2 separate regions of the Arachis hypogaea genome follow, and region 2 is linked to region 1. Evidence: chromatin contacts called from public Hi-C data. All regions are on one chromosome and are shown on one strand. Each heading gives the region's core, a stretch centred on a gene start, on an enhancer-like site or on the middle of the called end of the contact. The rest is flanking DNA. Distances are from core to core; before and after follow the strand shown. Region 1 holds the start of LOC112733009 (protein PSK SIMULATOR 1). Region 2 holds the start of LOC112733015 (ammonium transporter 3 member 1).

Region 1 (6,922 bases), core at 3,247-5,746:
GGATGTATACTTCGGCAAGAAGAACACGGATGGAAGGTACCTGCAAAAGGCACTCCAACGCTCAAGTCAATAAGTATTTAAGAGGTATATAATGATTCTATGAATATAGAATGTTAGACATGAAATAGAACTTATCATCTGGTGTCTTTTGAGATATAGAAAATGGTGTCTTTATAAACATCAAGTTGATGAATAGAGTTGATGTTATGACCGTTGGTCATTAAGTCAAAATATGATTATTAAGATTGTCCGTTACAAACTTAGAATAAAAGCAAATAAAGTCGAGTTATGACTCATAATGCACAATAAAAATCGAGTTATGAGATGATGGATCAGTGACGGTTATAATATTTTGAGAGTAAAATTAATAAAAAAGAATATAATATTAAAAATGATATTTTAAAAATTAATTTTAACTAAAAATAAAATTTAAATGAAATAGAAGATTTTTAAAAAAATATATTTTAAATATTAAAAAAAATATTATAAACTATAATAATAGTTTATTCTTTATTCGTTTATTGTACTCATAGTCAGGGCCAACCATAGATGGGGTTACGGTATTGTTAATAAAATATTAAAATGGTATTTAAAAGTTTATTTTATTGACAAAAAATAACTCTAAAAAATATTAATAATAAAAATATTATTAAAAAATTTAAAAATATGATAAATAAATTACTAAAAGATTTAAAAATATAACAAAAAAATAGATATTATGAAAAATACTTTAGAGAACATATTTTGATTTTTTTTACGAGTAACATATTAGAAAAATAAAATATTTTCATCTTCAAAATTTAGTAATTTTATATCAACTATTTTTGTTTTATTGTGAATGATCAATTCTTTTTTAAAAAAATAAAAAATCTAACGATCAAATTATGCTTCAAATCTTTTTTGCACTTTTTAAATTCTTATTCAAATGTTGTCGAAAGAATTCGGAACAAATAAATAAATTATTTGTTAAATATAAAATTTTTTTGTTATTTATATAAAATATAATATTTATTAATTATTTTTGTCATAATTTTAAATTATTAAAAATTACTTTATTGATAATATTTTTTAAAAATTTTTTATATTTTTTGAATATCGAATTAGTAGTTAACTCTATATGATTTTTATTTGCATACAGTAGCAAACTCATAAATTATATTGTCCTACGAATCACTTGACTTAAGGTCCTGAGCGAATAGGTTAGTTTAACAAGTTAATTGAGAAACAGTGTAGTTAAAAAATTACTTGGCAGCGAATTAATTAAAGAATAAAAAAAATTGATCAAAGAATGGTTGAACGGTATAATTTTTTAATAATGATTTAAAATAATAAAATATAAAAAAATTATTTATATATGATATATTATTTTATTATATTTAGTTTAAATTCGATTGAATTTTTAACTTTAAAACATCTATTTTTACTAGTTTAATGACTGGATTGGTTTTTAGAATTTTTGTTTCAATTCTTTTTTTTTTAAGCAAAAGAGCTTAACACACTAATGTGGAGCAAATAGCAACAAATAATAAACAACAAGCAAGCAACTCTAAAAAGTACCATAACCCAAAGAAAAGAAAAAAAATATGCATGTCATCTTTAGTATAGCGATCAACAACACTAGGAATGTACAACTCTCCACTCGTCGCAGCTAAGCATGGTCATGTTAATGATATTTTCTACGCCTTTGCTTTTATTCTGAAATATCCTCTTATTCCTTTCCATCCAAATGTGACAAATGATCGCATAGAAGCACCTCAAACGCTGCTTTCGACCCTCTTTTCTATGCGGCTCATCTGTCCAACTTAGGAAGTGGTCCTTCACTAATCCCGGAAAAGACCAGTGTCGGTCAAACACAGATATCCAAGCAAATTCACAGCCAAAAAACAAGTGATGTACTTGCTCAACATCCTTATTACATAAAACACAACTCTTATCATCCTGTCTAATAATCTCGAACCGATTGTTCCTTAGTATTCACTCTGTCTATCAGGACAAACCAAGCAAACAGCTCCATCCTTGATAGAACCAACCCTTTCCAAATGGTCTTCGTGAAGTTGTAACTAGTAATATCCTCTGATAGCATTTCTTCTTGTAGCACCTGCATAAAAGAGTTAGTCGAAAAGATACCAAGTCTATCACACAACTCTATCCTCTCTATTATTCGCTAGCCTCACAAGTCTCAAAGGCTCATGTAACAGACTCAGAAGGTCTAATTCCTACTGAAATAGCTCTCGCCTCTATTTGTTTCAATTCTATTCTAAAAATTTTCTATTTATATTAAATATATTTGGATAGTTGATTTTTTAAATAATTTAAGACTAATTTAATAATAACTTCACATAGATAAAAACAAAATTCTTTACCTGACTATTATTTGTCAAACATTATAGTTAGATTGATCATAAATTTTTTAAAAACTTAACTATCAAAAATAGAATGAATATCAATTAAAAACTTTTAAAATAAAATTAAAATAAATAAAATTTAAAAAATTTTTGTTTAAAACTTTTTTTTTGAAGTAAAGAGCTCGACACACAAGGTGGAGCATTAAAGCAATATGACAACCCCTAGTCATCTTCGACAATGCCATCAACAACCATAGGGTTCACCGCCAAGCCATTCATCAGCGAATTCGAAAGATCTGTTCAGACTTTCTTCCACACAAGATGCTTGGGTTTTAAAAATTCTACAATTTCTTTCTAGCCAAATTGTCCATATAACAGACAGAATTCAATGAACCATCGCTTCTTCTCATCCTTTCGCACTGTCCCATTCGTTCAATTTTAAAAGTGCTCCTTTAATGAACCTGGCATTGTCCAAAGCCTCCCAAGAGCGAACAACCAAACACTCCACACCTGTCAAGTGAGCTCACACCCAAAAAACAAATGAAACGCAGTCTCTTCAGACTTACAGTATAACACGTACAAATTATCATGCGGTGCTATAACGCCTAATCTACATAATCTATCTTTAGTATTCATCCTACCGACCAACACAAACCAAGCAAATAGCTCGATCTTTGGAGGTACAAATTCTCTCTAAATAGCACTACATGTTTAAAACTTTATTATTAATCAATAAATTACTACATGTTTGATGGTTATTTTTTTTACGTGCACGAAATAATTTTTTATACATATACATTCTATTTTATGCACATAAAATACTCTATCCGTTTTATTGTTGCGTAAACAAGTTGCTTAAAAGCTTGTGTGTTGTTGGCGTGGGGCGGATGCCTGGTCTGCTCTCATTCTTTCTTTCAGTCAGAGGTCTTTGGTTGACTTTCCTTAATTAGGCTTTCTAGATATATTTTCCATTTGTTTTCTTGATTAACTATGGAATAATTAATTTATATTGGTGGAATTGTCTGTTTAAATAAATATAAAAAATTTGAATGATTCACGACGAATTAATTTTTTTCACCGTTAGACTAAAAAATATCGCAAACAATATCAAAAAAAACCACGGAATAATATTTTAACGGACGCACCTAATAATGAAGCTATAACAAAAAGAGACTTTCCTACCCATTACACCGGCTATGTTCAAGGTTGTTATGATAGCATAGCCTAGGCAATGATGTAGTAACAAATTTGATTTGAAGCGTAGAAATAAGAGGAGACAAAACAATAGTAAACGGTAAATGATTAAAACAAAGCAAAAAGGTTCGTTACACACGAGAATAGGTCAATAATGTTTCGTTCCCACTGCCGCTTTGCTTCTTCCACGAGTTATTTCACTTCCTACGCTGCTTGCAATTTTTCGTAGCCATTTGTCATGTTCACAACCAACGTCAATGACTTTGCTTTTGGTTTATCAACAAATTGAATTTCTTCCGCAAATCATCAAAGCACCCACTTGCAACACCACAATAAAGAATTACATATTTAAGAAAAATACTAGATTTTTAATATTTAACTAATTCTTTAATTTATATAAAAAATATTATATGTATTTTAAAAATTAACTATCAAATCAATATATATTCTACATAAATAGTTAATTTAATAGTTAATTTTTTATATATAAATAGTATAATTAATTTTTTAATATTATAATTATTGACCTTTAACACTCTCTTTAATTTAACTATTATAATCAACAAAATAACAAATATATTTATTTTTGTCTCTTACTCTTTAACCCAATAATAATGATAGCCAAAGAACATAATCTTTTCACTTATTTAGAGGTTATGGGTTCGAGTCTCACTCGTAACTTTAAAAAAAAAGTTAATAATAATGATCTTAAAAAAAATTAATAAGTGAATATTAAAGGCATTTCTTAAATTATATATTCAAATAAAAAAATTACTATTTGATTTAACAATCATGTTAAGTGTATATAAAAATTAATTATTAAAATTAATAATTAATATAAAATATAAAATATATATAAATATATAATAATTGATACTATTAAATAATTTTAATATATAAATAATATTTTTGCTGATCTAAAAACCATAAAAGAATAAAAAGACCAATCAAAACGCAATGTTAATGGACTTATGGCCTTATGGGGGTGTATGTATTTGAAGAAAGTTTAGAAACGAATGATGAGTAATGAGTATAAATAAATAGGAAGTGTTATGTTATGCATCGTTGGCATTGACGATGCGCAAGAAACGAAGATGGAGTAACTGGCATTTAGCAAAGTTGATTGGTAGGTCAGAGATGTTCAAAGTGTTCAAGTATTTTGAGCTCTCTCTTGCATTTGCAGTCCAATGCTTTCTGTATAGTCACTCACAACGCTACTCTTCTTAGCGTTTTCTTACTTCTCACTGCTAAACTTAGACCTACCACACCACACACACGCCGCCTCATGTCTCTTTGATTCTCTCTCTCTTAAATAAAAACTATGTTTTTGCTCTCTCCCATCCCTTCTTTTTTCTTATTTATTTATTATTATATTATTATTCTACTTAGCTCAAACCAATGGCAACTTGACTGTGGACTTTTTCTTCTCTTTGTTCCAATCCCAGAATCCCTTTTCTCCTCCTCTTCCCTCCCTTTCTATTATTCCTTTCGCCACCAACATTGAAACCCTTCTTCTTTATTGATTCCTGATTTGGATGAACATACACAGTTGCTACTCTATACCCATTTCTTGTTTTTCGGGATTTTAACTCTGCTGCTGGATGCCCCAGTTACTCAGAGATTGAAACTTTGATATAATATATGGGGGGTCTTTGTTCCAAATCTGCCAAGGGTGGTGACAGGGTGGTTGCCACCACAGATGGCGCCAAAGAAAACCATAAGAGCTACAAGACCACCGTGCCTTCTGATTTGGCACCTGCACCTCACACAAAGGAGGACAATAACAAACATGAACATGGTGCTGAGAATGCTGCAGGGACTGGTGCTGATGAATTCTATGATGGAATCCCACGCTATAATGATTCTTTTCCGAATAAGTCAAGGTCTGTAAGGTCAAGGCAGACTGCTGTTGCAAAGGTTGGTGTGTTTGATGCTCCTTTTTTCAGTTTCATCTTTCCTTTTTTTCCTTGTTCATAACATTCTTTGCAATTTGATGAATAGATCAGGGTGAGTGGAAGTGTGGAGGAGGATAACGATTGTTCCTAGAAATACATCTTTAGATTCTTTCTTTGCAATTTAAGGGTTTGATTACTATGTTGCTGGTAATCAAAAGATTCGTTAGTTTTATGTTAAGCATTTGATTCCGATTGATAGGTTGGCATTTTGGGAATGTAATTCTAACTAAAGTGGTTTTTTGAGATGGGGATGTCTATATTTTTGAATGATGAATGATTTGATTATTAGTATAATAGGATTGGATTCGACTATTAAATGTCACACTAAGACGGCAATCCCTGCCACAACATTGAGTTCTATTTTCATTCCAACCAAATCTTGACATTGTCAATTTAACTGGCATATTTGATAGGGGAAGGAACATTTGTCTTATGGTTTAACTCTCATGGTAGCTTGCTTTGTTGTTTCGTTTCCTTTATCTTTAGTTTCTTCATGTGTGCACATGCATCCATATCTGCAAACCTCGAATAATTGAAAACTACACTATGCAAATGTATAGATCTTGATATAATTTAAAATATACTGCAAACAGTATCTAATTATTTCTTGACAATATTTAAAGTTTGTTATTTAATTCCATTTGGAGAAATATGCTTGAAGCTTGCAGGACTGTAATGTTATCCGCGGCAATTCTTTATTGTGCCTAGGTTGTGTGTTCGTACATCAAATTAAATTCAGAACAATTGTCTTTGTTAACTAGTTCTAAGTAGAGTGATTATAGGTAAAGTATACTTTTTCTTCAAAAATATCCTAACGTTTAATTTTATTTAATTTTGTCCTTAACGTTTTTGATTTATTCAATTTTGTTCCTGATGTTTCCGATTTATGTGAAAAGTACCCCTGGATGTTTCCAACTTTATCCCAAAAGTCTTAGATGGAGTTAATGTCCAGGGGTAATTTTGACACAAATCGAGAACATTAAAGATAAAATTGAATGAGATTAAACGTTAGGGGTATTTTTGATGAAAATCACAAATTTTAGGGACAAAAAGAATACTTTATCCCTGATTAGAAAGCAACTGGCATCTAAAAAAAGAAACAAAAGATCAGTTGCGGTGATGAGAGGAGCTGACATTTACAAGCCTTATGTAGTAACCTGAGATTTATATATTATTTGGGTGTAGGGTTTATAGATGCAGATTTACTGTTTAATTATTAGTATTTAGGGACTCTGTAATTGTGATGTTTGTGTATTGGATATCTTATTTCACTGGGAAAGAGAATGGTTAGAAATATATTATCATTGGAGAAGAATGAAGAGGTACTAAATCTTTCTACTTCAGGTTTCAGAGGTGAGTTCACGTCTGGGCAGAGCCGGTACTTATGGAATTGGGAAGGCAGTTGATGTTTTGGACACTCTTGGTAGC
Region 2 (6,765 bases), core at 648-3,147, 290 kb before region 1:
CCTGCGGCGGGAGTGATGCAAACGAGGCCAGTAATCATGCCCTGAACGGCTCCAATAACGGAGGGCTTGTTGAAGAATATGACATCAAGCCACGTCCACACTAAGAGGCTGGTGGCGGCGCACACGTTCGTGTTCAGCACCGCCATCGATGAGTCTATGTTGGCCGAGTACGGGTCCCCTCCGTTGAACCCTGCCCACCCCAGCCACAGCAGCCCCGCCCCTGTCAGCGTTAGCAGCACGTTGTTTGGTGGGAACCTCTCCCTGTCCTTCTTCGACCTTGGCCCAACCTACACGTGTCCATGCATCCAATTTTATCCATAAAAAAATGTAAGTATTTTATTAAAATTTAATCAATATTTAATAAAAATAAATAAATAATTTTATATTATTCTATATGATTTTATATTATTAAAAATATTAATAATAATTAATTAATAACTATAAATTATAAAATTTATTACCACTGGTACTTTTTTTTGTTAAAAAAAATGTTAAATGATCATTATATATTAATTATGTTTTTTTTAGTATTTTGTCAGTAACAATTTTCCGATATTTTACACATAAAAGATATTTTTGATATACAATAAACAGATCATGACATTATGCGCATAAAAAATACTAAAAATTCTTTCCCAAGAATTTCTCATTTATTAATCGGCTAGACAGACTACGCACGTAATCGTATATACATAATCTCTTCTCTCTCATATATTAGTACTAGTAGAAAGTGAGATATTGAGGAGAAACAAACACCACCAAACGATTCGTTTCTGTTCATTATATAACTATAAACGGCGGCAACAACTTTTTGGTTTTGAGTTTTCAAAAAAGACACAAAAGAAACTTCTCTGCAAACTACATGCCAGAAAAGTCAACAGAACTCATTTTTCTAAATTTACGGAAGTGAAGTGGTCAAAAGTTTGACAAAAGGAATTAAATGGGTGCGTGTAACAGTTTAAGGTAAGGAAAGAAGGAGAAGAGTATAGTAAATTATTTATACCCAATAAGCGGCGGTGAAGCCTGCAACGCCGGAGGAAAGATGGATGACGTAACCACCAGAGTAGTCCATAACACCCCACTGGAACAAGAAGCCACCACCCCACAAGCTGAACGCGCCTATGGTGTACGAGAAAGTCAACCATAACGGCACGAACATCATCCACGCCTTGAAGTTCATCCTAGCCAGCACCGAGCCGGCCAGTATGACCACAGCGATGGCTGCGAAAACGCACTGAAACCACACCATGGTGGCCATGGGATAATATGGCTCAATCTCCGCCGTCTCCAGAGCCCCCGTGTTGTAGTAATGAGGCGTTGCGGGGAGCGCGGCCTGCTTGATGAGGAACTTCTGGCCCAAGGCGGGCCCAGCTTTACCCCAGAAGGGCAGGAGCTTGTCCCCAAAGGACATCTTGTAGGCCCAAGTGACCCAGCATATGACAACCGCGGCGAATGCGTAGAGGGCCATGAAGGCGGAGTTGACGGCCCATTTCTTCTTGACTATGCTTCCGTACAAGATGACTAATCCGGGCATGCTCTGTATCCCCACCAGGGTGGCTGACACCATCTGCCATGCGTTGTCCCCTTTGTTTAGCCAGTCCGGTACTGCTGGACTCGTCCATGCTTGGTATGCTACCGGCAAAGGGGTACCTGCACTGGCCATTATCCCTGATTATCAATCTCAACCACTACTGCCTCGTCTTTTATAGTCGGTAGCTTAGGAATAATAATACCTAATTACAACCATTGTGATTATGAGTGTGGGAAAATAAAATGGAGTCAAGTTGACGAAGAGCCTCACCTCACCGTTGACCACACGATATATCTATTATATTTTATTTGGTGACATGATTAATATTATGGATCTCAAATTAATTATACAGCATTAATTAATATTAAGAAAAATGGATAAATTGATTCTTAATTTTTTCTTCCGCAAATATTTAAGTTTTTTATTTTTTTTTTATTTTGATACATCTATCTCTAAATATAATTTATCTTATTTTAAAAATTTTACTACGTGTGCATTCGTACGTGATTACAGCAAAAATCACGTTTAATTTTATATTAGAATACCAAAAATTTAAATATATTTTTAAATTTTAAAAAAATTTATAAATTAAAAATTCAAAAACTTATTTATTTATTTTTTTAATATTGCTTTGCAAGCGAATTTTAGTATTTTACACATCAGTACTAATACCAAATGGCGTGGCATAATTTTGGAGGGATGGAAGAGAGGCCAATTAATTGTGGTGTATGTTAGCCAGGTTGGCATGATGTGACGTACAAGTAATTAAGTACCATTAATTAGTCATTTAGGGCTAGCTTTGGTATATAAAATGAAGGGGAAAAAGAAGGAAAAACTGCGGCATGTGAAATGTGATATTGGGCAAGTGAATCTGTATCTTTTGTTCACTTGTTAAAGCTTTAATTAAGCGGAATCTCATGACGCAGCTTGGATCGTATTGGCAACTGTATATTCTCAAGATTCCTTAAACCCCTTTAGCTTAGACAGACTGGCGAATCGCATGTACACCACCAAGTCACCAACACAGAAAATTTCATTTTTTTTTCTATTTTTTTCGAAAATAAATATTTAGAATAATGATATATACTGATATACATGTTGTTTGCACTTTGAACTGCAACGATATTAGCACATGCACGTATGTATTTAATAGCACACTTAGAGGTCTAGTCCGATTCGTTCAAAATTTTTTTTAAATTATTTTTAATTTAAATAATTTTAACATTCAAGTTAAATGATTTAGAGTCACATGTTTTTTTTTTCACTTTTTTTCTTTTTTCACGCTTCTTCTATTTTTTTTTTTTAAATCTACGCATATTTCTTTCTTTCTTTCTTTTTCTTTTGTTATCGTAATCACCAACAACAACATCTCATCCTCCTTCTTTTCTTATTTGAATTTTTTTTCTTTCTTTTTCTTTTTCTCCTTCTCCTTTTCCATTATCATCGTTATCGTTATCATTATTTTTTTCTTATACCAATCGTCGTTATCACTATCGTCGTTATTGTTATTGTTATTGTTGAATTTTTGCCATGTTGATGATGTTGTTTGATCCAAAATTGATTTTTGATGTGTTTTTGTTCATGATCGAGTCTTATTTGTGTGATTGTTTTTGAACTGAGTTAATTGTGTCGCAATTATTATGTAATTTTTGTTTATTTCTGAGTTAATTGTGTCGCAATCATTATATAATTTCGGTTCATTTATTAGTGAATTAAGGTGCATTTGGTAGGGGTGAGCACGGGTCGGTTTGGTTCGGGTTCAAGGTAAAATTAGAATCGAACCGATCAAAAAGTAATTGGTTTGGTTTGGTTCGGATTTGCATTTTTTGTGTTTGTACCCAAACCAAACCAAACCGATTAAGAGCGGATTGGTTCGGTTCGGGTAGCGGGTACCCGATGACTTTAAAATTCATATAAAAAAAAACCAAATTGGCAAATTTTTATCTTAAAAATTCAAGAAATATAATAAACATGTAACATCAGCAGAAATAATGCAAACATATTAAATACCAAATATATTAAAAACTAAACTCATCAAAATCCAAACATACTAATAGTAAATAATATTGTCTAATGAAAATATAAAAGTGTAATAGAAATATTAGAAGTTAAATACAAAAGTCTAGTGAATAATTTTTGAAAGAAGCTAAAACCAAAACACATTAAAATCTAAACATTAGTGAGATAGGATTAGGGTTATGAGTTAGAAAACACATCAAAAGTCATATATATATATATATATATTATTTAATTAATTATGATCGGATATACGGGTTGGTTCGAGTTTCGCGCCCCCAAAACCGATACCCAAACCAATCATCAGCAAATGTCATTGGTTTGGTTCGGGTTGGACCCGATTACCCGTCGGTTCCAGAACCAATTTTATTGGTTTGGTTCGGGTTCGGGTGGGTAATCGGGTACCCGCTACCCGTGCTCACCCAAGCATTTGGACTCATAGTCATGCACAGCTCAAAACTCTTTCTCCTCATCTTCTATTGCTTCTTCTTCTTCTTTTTTATCTTTTTCTTTTTCATCTTCACCTTCTTATTTCATTTTCTCAAAATTCTTTTTGATTTACTCTCTTGAGAAGAATAAAACCAAGAAAAAGAGAAGAAAATATCAAACAAAAAAAACATATTAATGACGTTGTCTGATCCAAAATTCATTTTGAATGTATTTTTATTCATAATTCAGTCTTGTTTGTGTGCTTGTTTTCGAATTGAGTTTGTGTGTCGCAATCATTATGGTAAATTTCGGTTTATTTCTGAGTTAATTATGTCGCAATTGTTATGTAATTTCGATTCATTTCTGAAGTAATTATGTCGCAATCATTATATAATTTCTGAGTGAATTAAGGTGCATTTGGACTCGTTGTCCTGCATAATTCAAAACTCTTTCTCTTCTTCCTCCTCTTCTTCTACTTCTTCTTCTTCTTCTTTTTCATCTTTTTCTTCTTCATCTTCTCCTTCTTATTTCATTTTCTCAAAATTCTTCTTGATTTACTCAAATTTAACACAATTTCTGAGTTTGTGTTAAATTTGAGTTTAGCTCTTGGACAAGGCCTTAAAAAATCAGTAAAATTAAATAAAAAAAACATAACAAGAAATAGTGAGTACAATGAATATTTCCTAAGTGTTTGTTTGGGCACTATTATTTTGATAAAAAAAAAATCTTTTTTTATTTTTTAGCGTGTTTGGCAAATTTCGAGTAGTAAAAGTAAAAGTACTAAAAAAATCAGAAAAACATCTTTTTTTAGAAGCTGTAATTTATATCTTTTTTTAAAAGATATTTTTTTCTTAAAAAAAGATGTTTTTCATGTAATAAATAAACAAAAAAGTACTTTTATATTGTTATATCCAAACATAATTGTTAGATAAAAAGATCTTTTTGCATGAGATACCCAAACATAAAATTACTTTTACTTTTCTATAAGATCTTTTAAAAAAAGATAACTCAAAAAATATCTTTTTTTAAAAGCTCACCCAAACAAGCCCTAAGTATTCTACAAAGGCAAAGAAAAAAAATATTTCATCAACCTTCACAACCCCAGAAAATGAAATCTCCCTATGAATTATAAATTTAATATAAGATACCATAAATATATTCCTTTTCTCCAAAAGGTCCTTTTTAATCTTTTTTTCTGTTGTAACTAAATTCTCCTCGGTTGAACTTGAAATTCACATGCAAAAATCTCTAAGTTCATGTTGGAAATCTTTTATTATTAACATCCATTACTTCTCAAACCTGCAAATTCTTTACCATTGTTCTCTGCTTCTCTTTCTTTCTGAGTTAATTGTGTCGCAATCATTATATAATTTCGGTTCATTTTTGAGTTAATTGTGTCGCAATCGTTATGTAATTTTAGTTCATTTCTGAGTTAATTGTGTCGTAATCCATTACGAATTTTGGTTTATTTTTGAGTTAATTATGTCACAATCATTATATAATTTCGGTTCATTTTTGAGTGAATTAAGATGTGTTTGGCCTCGTTGTCTTGCACAATTCAAAACTCTTTCTCCTCACCTTCTACTACAATACCAGCAGCAACAAAAGAATGACGATGAGAACAAAACACGCGAAGAAGGAAAAGGAGCAGGAGGAAGTGAAGAAGAAGACAACGACGACGACGATACCGCGCGTGAACGTAAATGATTTGGTTGAAAGAATAATATGTGCGCGTATAATCACTCTCTTTTTAATGAAAGTGATTTTTGTTGGTATTAGATCTACTTGATTGGATTTAGATGACAATATTACTTAGATATATAACAAATATGTTTTTTTAGGTAAAACGAAATCTAAGCTGATTAAATTTAACTACTAATTTTAATTTTTGTACGTAATAAAAATATTATATACACACTAAAATAGCCATTTACATAAATTATTATGTATTTATGTATAAATATATATATAATTTAATTTATTTTTAATATGTATTTTATATTTTAATATACATTTTATATTGATAGTTGATTTTAGTATACATCTAAGATTAATTTAAATTAATTTTTTTAAAAAGAACTGATTTTTTATTATTTAAAAAAAATATTTTTAATAGAAAACAATTATTATATATTTGAATAAATTTTTTAAAAAAAATTTCAAATATTAAAATATCTTTTTCCTTTATTCTTTTAAAAATAAAATATTATTAATTTTTACAAAAAATAAATAATTCATCTTTTATTTTAATAAAAATATTTTTCTAAAAAATATATTTAAATAAATTTTAAATTAAAAAAAATACTTTTTTCACTCAAAAAATTAATTCAAACCAACCGTTAGTATGGGTAATCACAAAAATGATCCAATTTCATATGATCAATTCAACTTGAAAGTTGAGAACGTGTGCAATTTTAGTAACAATCCCACTACGTTATCAATAGCGTTTCTACCAACTTCTGTCAACTCTTATTTATGATTGTATTTAATGGAAGTGTCTTTATAGATGTGTCTAATAAAAATGTCATTTTTATGACTATGTCTAATGAAAATGTCTTTATATATATATTTTTTGAATGTGTCTCTTTATACATGTATTTAAAATATAATAATTAATTATTATTGACAATAAGTTAACAGATATATCTTGATACTCTATACTTTTCTTTTTAGTAAACTCTAAATACATTGGGAGCTTAAATAGTGTGAAACTGCCAACTCTGGTCAGACCATCACTAATTACTGATTTGGACTTATATATTAGTATTGTCCAAGTCAAACAAGCAGCC

Evidence for each region. Hi-C and Micro-C count contacts between places; a contact is called where the count stands out from the background.
Region 2: a contact with region 1 is called in a Hi-C map of an unstated tissue, with 3 times the contacts expected there. The contact joins the promoter of LOC112733015 here to the promoter of LOC112733009 in region 1. A contact is called at or near these places in 3 of 8 Hi-C or Micro-C datasets (leaf and an unstated tissue).

The regions. Positions count from the first base shown.
Region 1 is chr13:121,136,277-121,143,198 of arahy.Tifrunner.gnm2.J5K5, reverse strand. It overlaps LOC112733009 (protein PSK SIMULATOR 1), which reads left to right and starts at 4,496. Exons shown (of 12, transcript XM_025781853.3): 1 at 4,496-5,456; 2 at 6,839-6,922. The coding sequence starts at 5,181.
Region 2 is chr13:121,426,247-121,433,011 of arahy.Tifrunner.gnm2.J5K5, reverse strand. LOC112733015 (ammonium transporter 3 member 1) reads right to left here and starts at 1,897. Exons shown (of 4, transcript XR_011869931.1): 1 at 1,004-1,897; 2 at 2-287.